Regions from separate parts of the Rattus norvegicus genome. Here region 2 is linked to region 1. Evidence: chromatin contacts called from public Hi-C data. All regions are on one chromosome and are shown on one strand. The core of a region is the stretch at or near the end of the contact, and the rest is flanking DNA. Distances in the headings are between cores, read along the strand shown.

What was found. Hi-C and Micro-C count contacts between places; a contact is called where the count stands out from the background.
Region 2: a Hi-C map of liver shows a contact between it and region 1, with 2.0 times the contacts expected there. The contact joins two enhancer-like sites. A contact is called at or near these places in 3 of 12 Hi-C or Micro-C datasets (kidney and liver).

Annotation. Positions count from the first base shown.
Region 1 is chr12:11,352,609-11,357,338 of GRCr8, reverse strand. No RefSeq gene overlaps it. Among named protein-coding and RNA genes, the nearest start is that of Ubl3, 150 kb to the left of the region's middle. Within about 2 kb of position 2,363, at least 30 of the 93 cell types and tissues checked have an H3K27ac peak or open chromatin away from gene starts, as enhancers often do. A contact at or near this core is called in liver, where this site is marked.
Region 2 is chr12:11,431,008-11,435,565 of GRCr8, reverse strand. LOC108352417 (a long non-coding RNA gene) reads right to left here. Exons shown (of 5, transcript XR_001840627.3): 2 at 3,303-3,591; 3 at 1,425-1,527. Among named protein-coding and RNA genes, the nearest start is that of Ubl3, 77 kb to the left of the region's middle. Within about 2 kb of position 2,560, at least 2 of the 93 cell types and tissues checked have an H3K27ac peak or open chromatin away from gene starts, as enhancers often do. A contact at or near this core is called in liver, where this site is marked.

The sequences.
Region 1 (4,730 bases), core at 1,114-3,613:
TGTATGACCACAGAGGCCAGAAGAGAGTGTTGGATCCCTTGCAGAGAGGGTCACAGGTTATGACCTGTCTAATCCAGGTACCGGGAGACAAACTGAGATCCTCTTACCTGCTGAGCCATTTCTCTGGACCCCGGTAATGTTTTCCAAAGGTAGAGGAGCTGGTAAAGGGCGTGGGATGGGGTGATTCCTAGTCTCCCTGTCATCCCAGGAGTCCCAGGAGACTGATGAGGTAACAGAGGCTATCTTTACAGTCAGCACAAACTTGAAGCTCCCACGGAACTTCAGGGTCCTCGCTAGCGCTACTCAGAGGGCTGCATTGGAGGGCGGGACAGCTGTCAGAGCACTCAACCCAGCACTCTGGGTTGGTTATGGTAATTTCCCTGACAAATCACAGTGGAGAACACAGAAGGGAAGAGCTCTTGTTCCAAGTCACCGAACATCTCACATATGCTCAAAAGCCTTCTCTGTTCAAATAAAGGAAGTGCCATTAACTCCACCTTCCAGAGGAAAGTGATTCATTAATTGCTTGCCCAGAGCCACTGGCAGAGCTGAGATTGAAGGCTAGGATGAATGTCTGATGCCAAAGCCCTGAGTGGGGCCCCAGTGTTACACAGGGATGGCGAGGAGGGAGCTAGGTGGGACTGACATAATAGTGTGGGGCCCTGGGTACCAGCCAGGCATGTGGAATTACTCTGAGGATTCCCTTTGGGGCAGGGCAGATGTTTTTTTTTTTTTTTTTTATTGCTCAAGGCCAGCAGTGAAGAGCAACTGATTAGGGACTGAGCTACAAGCTACAAGCCTGTCTGTCAGGACAAGGGAGGAGCCATGCTGGCGGGTCGTGTGCAGAGATCCCTACAGAGTGCCAGGGAATTAATTGTATTTCGGCGAGTGCATCTTTAGCTGACTGGAGACCCAGTTCTGGCCCTTAAAGGGTAAAGAAAGTCCTTAGAACAAGAAAAAGGTGGTGCGGGGTCCAGAGAGTGAAAGGCACGTTGCCCTTGATGGTCCATCTTTTAACAAGATACTCTTTGAGGGGTTACCACATCCGGATGAGCGAGATCACGGTGCAAAAAAAAAAAAAAAAAAACTTTGTGGAAGGAGATCTGGGAGCTTTCATGGAAAAGCCTGTGGTTCTTAAATAAAAATAAGGGGACCAGAGAGGGAACTGAGGGACTGCAGCACATTTTCATGATGCAACCCCAAACCCAGCTTTGTCCTCTGCCCTCAGTGAGTCAATGAAGTCTCTTTAAACACTAAAAGCAAGGGACTCCAGAAGATGGACTCCTGGGAGCACCCAGGCTCTGGGAGCACCCAGGCTCCTGGAGCACCAAGGCTGTGGTGCAGAGGGGAAGAGGGCGGAGATACCTGGGGGGGGGAGGGGTCTCTGCAGGTGTCACCGCAGGAAGCACTCTCCTCTGTCACCAGTTCTGGTGTGGCAAGATTGGTTTTCAAAGCCTCTGAAAGCCTATTTTTACACCGAGCACATTTCTCTTCTCTTTTCAAAAGAACAAAGGGATCACACAACCCACATGCCCTTCAAACTGGCAGCTGGGGAGAGAAGGCAGGGTGCAGCTCTGCAGCCACAGAGAGCTGGTTTCCCCACGTCCGCCTCCTGCATCCTCACAGAAGGGCAGCCAGCAGATGCAGGCTCTGTGTAGCCACCCATCCTGAAGGCTTCCAGTCCCTGTCAGCCACTTATTACTGAGGCATTCGGTAGTTTAGGGAAGACTGAACCCTTGTCTTTCTCCCAGATACTTAGACGACCCTGGTCAGAAAGTCCGGTGTCCTTCTGTGTGAGCAGGGTAAACTCACTGACATGCTTTGCCTGCTACGGTCACACACGTATGTGAAAGATTCTTTACTACACTGGCATCTACATTGCTTAAGGAAAACAAGCTCCTTCCACTTGCTGGGTTTCTCTTAAAATGGAAAATATTACTCACACAGTTATTTTAAAAATGGAAGGACAGATGATTCACCTCCAACTCCAGGGACAGAGAGCAAGTATTGGGGTGACATCTCTGAACCTTTGACTTTTGGTGAAGTTTAAAGCCATTGTGTCATTAGGAGAGACCCTAGCCAGCGTGCATGGCATCTCTCAGACCTTTTCAATCTCATCGATTTCTAAGACTCCCAGGTCTCCCCACCCCTCAACCCCGAACCCCGACCGATAACATCTGGATCTTGAGTTGTACCTGGCTAGGACCTTACACCGTGATCTGTTAAGTATTTGCATTATGTCCTCTAAAAAGTCAGAACAGGAAGCGAAATTGCAAGAGAGGAAAAAGCCACACTCAGGTTAAAGATTCTGCCAGGAGATTGGCTGATGATAACTTACCAGTTGTGCAGAGTGGAAATGTTACAAGTTCAGAGTCCAAATTATCTCGTGCTGTCAATGCCTCTTCATAGCTGTTCTCCGTGTTGGACCTAGCACCATGTGACTCTCATGTGCAAGGTTTTAGATTGCACTTATTTAGGGCTTTGCCAAGTTCATACAAGTTAGGGTCCTCTGGGAAGAGGGAACCACAATTTAAAAAAAAAAAGCCTCTATCGGGCTGGCCGGTAGGAAAGTCTGGGGACATTTGCTTAGTCATTGGTGTGGAAGGGTCTAGCCTACTGCAGCCCTGAGACAGGTAAACCTGGGCGGTAGCTGAGAAATCAGTTCAAAGGAAGCCAGCCAGTAAGCAGTGCCCCTCCGTGGCCTCTGCTTCAGTTCTTGCCTCTGGGTTCCTGCCTGGAGCTCCTGCCCTGACTTCCTTCAGGGAAGGATGATCTGAAACAAACTCTCACAAGTTGCTTTTGGTGATGCTGTCTTATTGTGCCAATGGGAAGTGAATTAAGTCAAGATCCTGGCTTCCACAAACGCAAAGCTGAGAATGTCATCAGAACACAGCAGACACCCATAGCAGATTTCTCTTCTTGGTTCTAACCCGCCTACCTGATGTTCCCATGAATAGATCTGGGAAATGCCTTGATTTGCGACTTTCTTTTATTCTGGAATCAATGACAACTCGATGAAATTGTTTCCATGTTGTAACATTTTATTTGGGGTAACCCTAATCTCTGCTCCTAGGCCTCGGCCATGCATATTTAGCTCAAGAGTAAACTTCCCCTAGTCCCCTTTGAGAGAAGACATGGGTTTCATGAATGACAGAAGCCTGGGGCCCCAAGAAAAGCCCATACTGTCCTTCCCTCCTACCCAGGCCATGGTCACTGGTCCTGCCTGGGGCTTCTCTGGTAGGTTTTCTCCTCAGTTACTTTGGGTGACCATGGACAGGCTCCCTGGGTCCTGAATCTGCAATCTGTACTTCATTTTAGAAACAGAAAAGAGAAAGGCATTGAACACACAGCTGTGAGGAAAACAGAGATTTGGGTGCACATGCGCACACACACATACACACACACACACACACTCATCACCACCAACAACAATATTACTAGATGTTGCTGCCAAAGAAATCCTAAATCAAGGTAATGAGGCTTCCAGTAGTTGCCCGATAATGGTTTTTTTTTTGAAGGTGGTGTCTCATATGACAAAAAGATAATAAACAAATCAATTGAGGCTAGAGAGAGATGGCTCAGAAGTTAGGAGCACTTGGCTGCTCTTGCAGGGGACTCAGACTTGGTTCCTAGAATCCCATGTGGCAGTTCATAACCATCTGCAACTCTGGTTACAGGGAATATGATGCCCTCTTCTGGTCCCTACTGGTACTGCACACTCACAGTGCACATAAATATATTCGGGCAAACACTCAGACACATAAAATTAAAGGGATCTTTAAAAGAAACATATGTGTCAACTACAGGACAAATAGGTTGCTAGGTAAACCTCATTCTAAGAGGAGTCAGTTGTAAGCTGGCATTTTTTTTTTTTAAAGAGGAAGATGTTTGGTGAAGGGACAGCGAAGTTTTAACAAGGTCCCACACGCTGGGTTCTGAACCAATTCTCTGCCAAGGGGCAAAACTTGAGCCTGTGAACTACTTTACCCCAAATGACAACTTTCTCTTCAAATGTGTAGCTGCTCTTTAAGACAGTGTCTCGTTATGTTGCCAAGGCTAGCCCCGATTGAACACAAAAGGACTCATCACCACAACAACTAGGACATTCTCTGTAATGACAATTTTGGACTTTTGGTCTCTTTCTGAAACACAAAAGTATAATAATAATAATAATAATAATAATAATAATAATAGTAGTAGTAGTAGTAGTAGCAGTAGTAGTAATAGTAATAATAATAGTAGTAGTAGCAGTAGTAATAGTAATACTACTACTACTACTACTACTAATAATAATAATAATAATAATAATAATAATAATAATAATAATAAGTTTTTGTTTTAGTCCCAGGCATGGGATATGGGGCTGCTTTTGCTTGTCCACAGCAGCTGACTATGATTTGCCTCATGCTCTAGCTGGGGTGCATTTTGCCGGCAGCAGGTAGTTTCTGTGATTGTGTGACTTTGGAATTCTGGGGACTTTCCAAAGGACATATAAATGCAAGGTCCCTGAAAAGCCGTGCGGGTTGTTGATGAGCAGTTGGTTGCTGTTGGCTGTTGTTAGCTGTGGTTTGTTAAGTAGTCCCGTGCAAAAGTAGAAGAAATTAGATATCCTGACAGTGAAGATGAAGTTTGCCACAAGGAACTCAACTCCCCTAGTCAGCAGTCTTTCCTGTCTATCTTTTTTCTCTCCTATCTAGTGTTAAGGGGTTGAAAGGGAAGAAATAGGGTAG
Region 2 (4,558 bases), core at 1,311-3,810, 78 kb before region 1:
ATATTCAAACCATAACTCTTAGTGTACACTCTTTGCTATGGAGGTGACTGGACTTCTAATAGCCTAATGCTTCTGTGGATCTTGCAAAAAAAAACAAAGACATTTTTAATGAAGATCATTGTTTCACCAAACACCCATCCTAACAAATACATGTAGCAGCTGTTAGCCTGTGTAGAGCAGGAGAAAGTAAGGTTTCTACAGGGTTTTCTTGGAGCACAGGAAGACAGTGCAGAGCAAGATCAATCACACTGAGCTGTCTTTAAAGAGACCGAGTTCAAGCCAACAGCCCCGCCCTTCAGGGAAATCATCAGAGTGGTCTCTTGTCAGGAGCAAATCCACGGTGTAAGCCAGAAGTCACCACCAAAACCACAAGAGAAACTGGGTACAGCCTAACAAGAAGGGCTGCATGCTTCGTGGAAATATAGAACTTATATTAAAAAATATTTAACTTTTTAAAATTTATTATGCATACAGCATTCTACCTGCATGTGTGCCTGCAGCCCAGAAGAGGGAACCAGATCTCATTATAGGTGGTTGTGAGCCACCATGTGGTTGCTGGGAATTGAACTCAGTTTCTCTGGAAGAGCAGCCAGTGCTTTTAACCGCTGAGCCATCTCTCCAGCCCCTTAAATTGTTCTTAAAGATTTCTTTTATGTGTGTGAATGTTTCGTCCATGTGTAGGTATATGAGTCAAGTATGTGCCTGATGCTCTCGGCGTCAGAAGAAAGCTGGATCCCTCGGAACTGGAGTTATAAATGGTTGTGAACCACCCCATATGGGCACTGGGAACTGAACCTTGGTCCTCTGCAAGGGCAGCTCGTGCTGTTAGCCATGGAACCATCTCACCAGTCCCCATGTTTTAGATTAAAAACAATTGATGTGGTTTTGCCTGCATGTATGTACCATGTGAGAGTGCCTGTGTACCATGTGCCAGGTGCCTTTGGAAGCCGGAAAAAGGCATCAGATCTCCTGGGACTGGAGTTATAGGCAGCTGTCAGCCACCATGTGGGTGCTGGGAATCGAAACTGGGTCCTCTGTAAGAGCAGCATTGACATTAACAGCTGAGCCACAGTGCCTTGTTCTCCTAGGCTTCCATCGTCTGTTCTCTCTCTCTCTCTCTCTCTCTCTCTCTCTCTCTCTCTCTCTCTCTCTCTCTCTCTCCATCCTCCAGAGTTCTCAGCTTGTTCCCTGTACCCCAGGCTGTCTTCCTGAGACTCCCTCTCCCGCCTCGATCTCACAGTCATCACTGTCTAGTAGAATCCTGAATTCACTCTTGGAGAGCTGCTTTGACTCCACTGTGTAAAGTCTGTCCTGTGGTTCTGACACACTGTGTGGTTCTGTGACAGCTGCCTTGCTCGCTGCACTTTACAGTTTGTCACTCCTCTTGGAAGGTGGCACTGAGGGTCAGCCTGCACCCTGCTTACCTTGATCTCTCCCTTGTCTCCCTGGAGTCGGTGCCCACCATGCTCGATCTTGTTAGTTTTGGCTTCAAGGAAGTGACTGAGATTGTATTTCTCGAAGCCTTACCTGTAAATTATGGGTGACAGTAGGGAGTCCTTCTCTGGGTCACTGTCAAAAGCAAACAGTGCCATGCGCACAATTTGAAACACACAGTGTTGTCCCCTCCTATTGTTATTATACAAAAACCCCACATCTTATTTAAATCTTTAACAGTTCCCAGCTTTTGAGGCATTTCCCTCCCAACTTCTTTGCCTGGCAGATAACAATCTCCTGTCTTTGGTGTTCTTAGCTCTCCTGTGTAACCGAATAATCTGGGAGTCCCTAAAAATGGTGACTGCCGGGTCCTACTTCCCAGCATCCCCCAGTGGGAGAGCCTTCATTGATCATTTGGTCCCCAGGTATCTGTCAAGTAAAAGCCAGGATACAAGATAAATCATGAGTGAGCTGATGTTTCTGCCAGCATCCCCTTTGCCTCTTTATCTTTAGAGCTGTAATTTTGGAGGGACTGATTTCCAGATGATCTCACCGTGAATTCCCAGAAGTAGGCATTTCTCCTCACTCCCTGTGTGCTTCTCAACCATCTAAGGTCTCCTTGTGACTCAGTATTGGAGATGCTTTCCTGGTTTCCCCTTTGTAGTCTCATAGCAGTAAAGTGTTTGTTGAGAGTAACTCAGCATATAAAACGCTAAGTGATAAAAGTCCTAAGTATGGGGCTGGGGATTTAGCTCGGTGGTAGAGCACTTACCTAGGAAGCGCAAGGCCCTGGGTTCGGTCCCCAGCTCCGAAAAAAAAAGACCAAAAAAAAAAAAAAAAAGTCCTAAGTAGTGGTGAGTGGTAGGGCTCAATGGATACATACACCCCTCTGCCTCTCTGTTTCTCATGTCTCCTTCTAGCCCCTAGTGAAAGGTAGACTTGATGTCGTGAGCGTGATGGGGAAAGACCCAGGAGATGGAGGGCGCTCTGCCCCGGCAGTGGCACCTGGCTGGTACCCTAGTAAATGTAGTGAGATCCAACAAGGCCACCCAGATCCCCATCTTTTGCTCTCTAGCCCTTTAAAATCCTTCTGGAACCGTGTGTACGAAGCTGCTGATACTTACCAGGCATTGGATTTCAATAGGAATTTGGCCAAAGTCAAGACTGGAGAGTCTGGCCCCATGGTGGACTTAGTTCCAAGTGCTGAGTCAGGGCCTTTCTGCTGACTCAGTTGTCTTTTGGGGCTTATGTAATTCCAGAAGTTGAACCCAGAGTTTTATTGACAGGATTGGGGGTGGGGGAGGTCATTTACATTTGAGACAGGACGGATAACGTCCAAGGCGAAAGAAATAGTCTCTGAGGGAGGAGGGGAAAGGGGTGTTTTGGAAATATGAATACTGCACACATGAATGTCCCATTGTAAGAAAGCCACTGTGGGTTTTATATTCTCAGACATTGCTTTTTTTTCTTGGTTCACCTCAGATGTCCCCTCTTCTTGTGTTCTGTTAGATTCTTTTCAGCTCAGGAATGGCTTCTCCTGTCTGCTGTCATCTTGTCAATCAACCCTGGAATGTGATTTTTTTTTTAAATCTACACAAAGGATGCACGAACTGTTGAGGTGATGCTAAGAACTGGCGCCCTTTACTCCAGACCCTGAGCCCTGGCTCGCATAAAGGACACGGTCCCCCACTCTCCTCACACACCCACGGAGGCTAAGTCCCAGATGGGACTTGGAGTTGTCCCACACTGCTTCAAATGTCCTCCACTTATCCAGGACACAGGAAAGCCTCACAACTTGGTAGGACCTGACCTTGAGAATAATTTTTCAGGTCGAGAAACTGATGGCCCCCGAGAGCTGAGTGAGTTACCTCGATCACATATCACCTGCAGCAGAGGGAGCCGACTCCTAGATCTCCCAACAGCTTTCTGTTCGATGGCTTCTCTCCATGGGCTAGAGAAGACAAGTCTGGCATCAGGACCACCCAGAGCTGGAGAAGGAAACTGTTCCTCGGTCATATGCCCTCTGGTTGTACGTCAGCTGGGGGCAGGGTGCTTTTGAAAATGTTGTCTAGGTACCGATTACACAGACAGAGCAAAAGAGCCAGCCGGGGAGGACATTCTTAATGTATGAAGTCACCGGCTTCCAGATCATTCTACCTGCAGAACAAGGCTGTGTTGATGGCCACAGAGTAAACTCCCCAAAGGCTTCCAGATGCAGTAGAGAGAAGGTAAAAAAAAAAAAATCTACCAAACATCCACAGCTTCACTCAGCATTTCAAGTTCAAATATTTGTTTTGCGCATCAGGAAATGGCTCCGGGCACTGGTACCGGGCTCGCTAAGTGCAAGATTATGAGGCCACGTGGCCAGCTAAGTGACCGGAGTGAGTCAGTCAGGATTTCTCCTGGGTGAGAGCCCCTCCTCTAATCCACACCTCTGAACAATGGCACCTGAGTCAGAACCAGTCTGGCGTCTTTCCTCAGGCAGGGCTGCTAACCCTCCTATTGCCTTCCCTGTCTCTGGCGCCAACCTCTGTCTGTCCTTCACCCCTGCTGACTACTCCCCTAGTCCTCTGAGGCTAGGTTTGCCGTCTTTGACTGGCCACCCAACCAAGATTTAAGGCTTTCTTGTTTCTTGTTTCCTGTCAGGTGCCGTCTGCGGAACCTGGCTCAGTGCCTGAAGATGTCAAGTCCTATCTGTCCCCTCCCTGTTCCTCTCGAGAGAGAAGGAAGTCCAAAGGGAGAGTCTGGGCATAGATTAGGCCATCCTCCCTCATGTCCTGGGTGGGTGCCATTTGTACAGGTAGGATTCCTGAGTCCCATGTCATCCCTTCTGTACACATCAGACTTGAACCACACACAGGCTGAGGGCCAGGCCTGGAATGCAAACACAGCCAGGGGCCTTCAGCTGTGTTCATGGAGCCCGCTGCCATGCTGCGGTCAGTGCTGGCTCTAAGGTTCACCCTGAGCCTCCTCCCAACCTGGCAGGGCCCATGGCATCCTTCTAGTGGGAAGGGTTCCTTTGGAAATGGCCTTCTGGGTGCCATGGGAGTTAGGCACATCTAGGCTGCCAGTTTAAATCCCGCTTAACTTGCAACTCCTGCAGTCTTCCATTAAAAAAAAATCT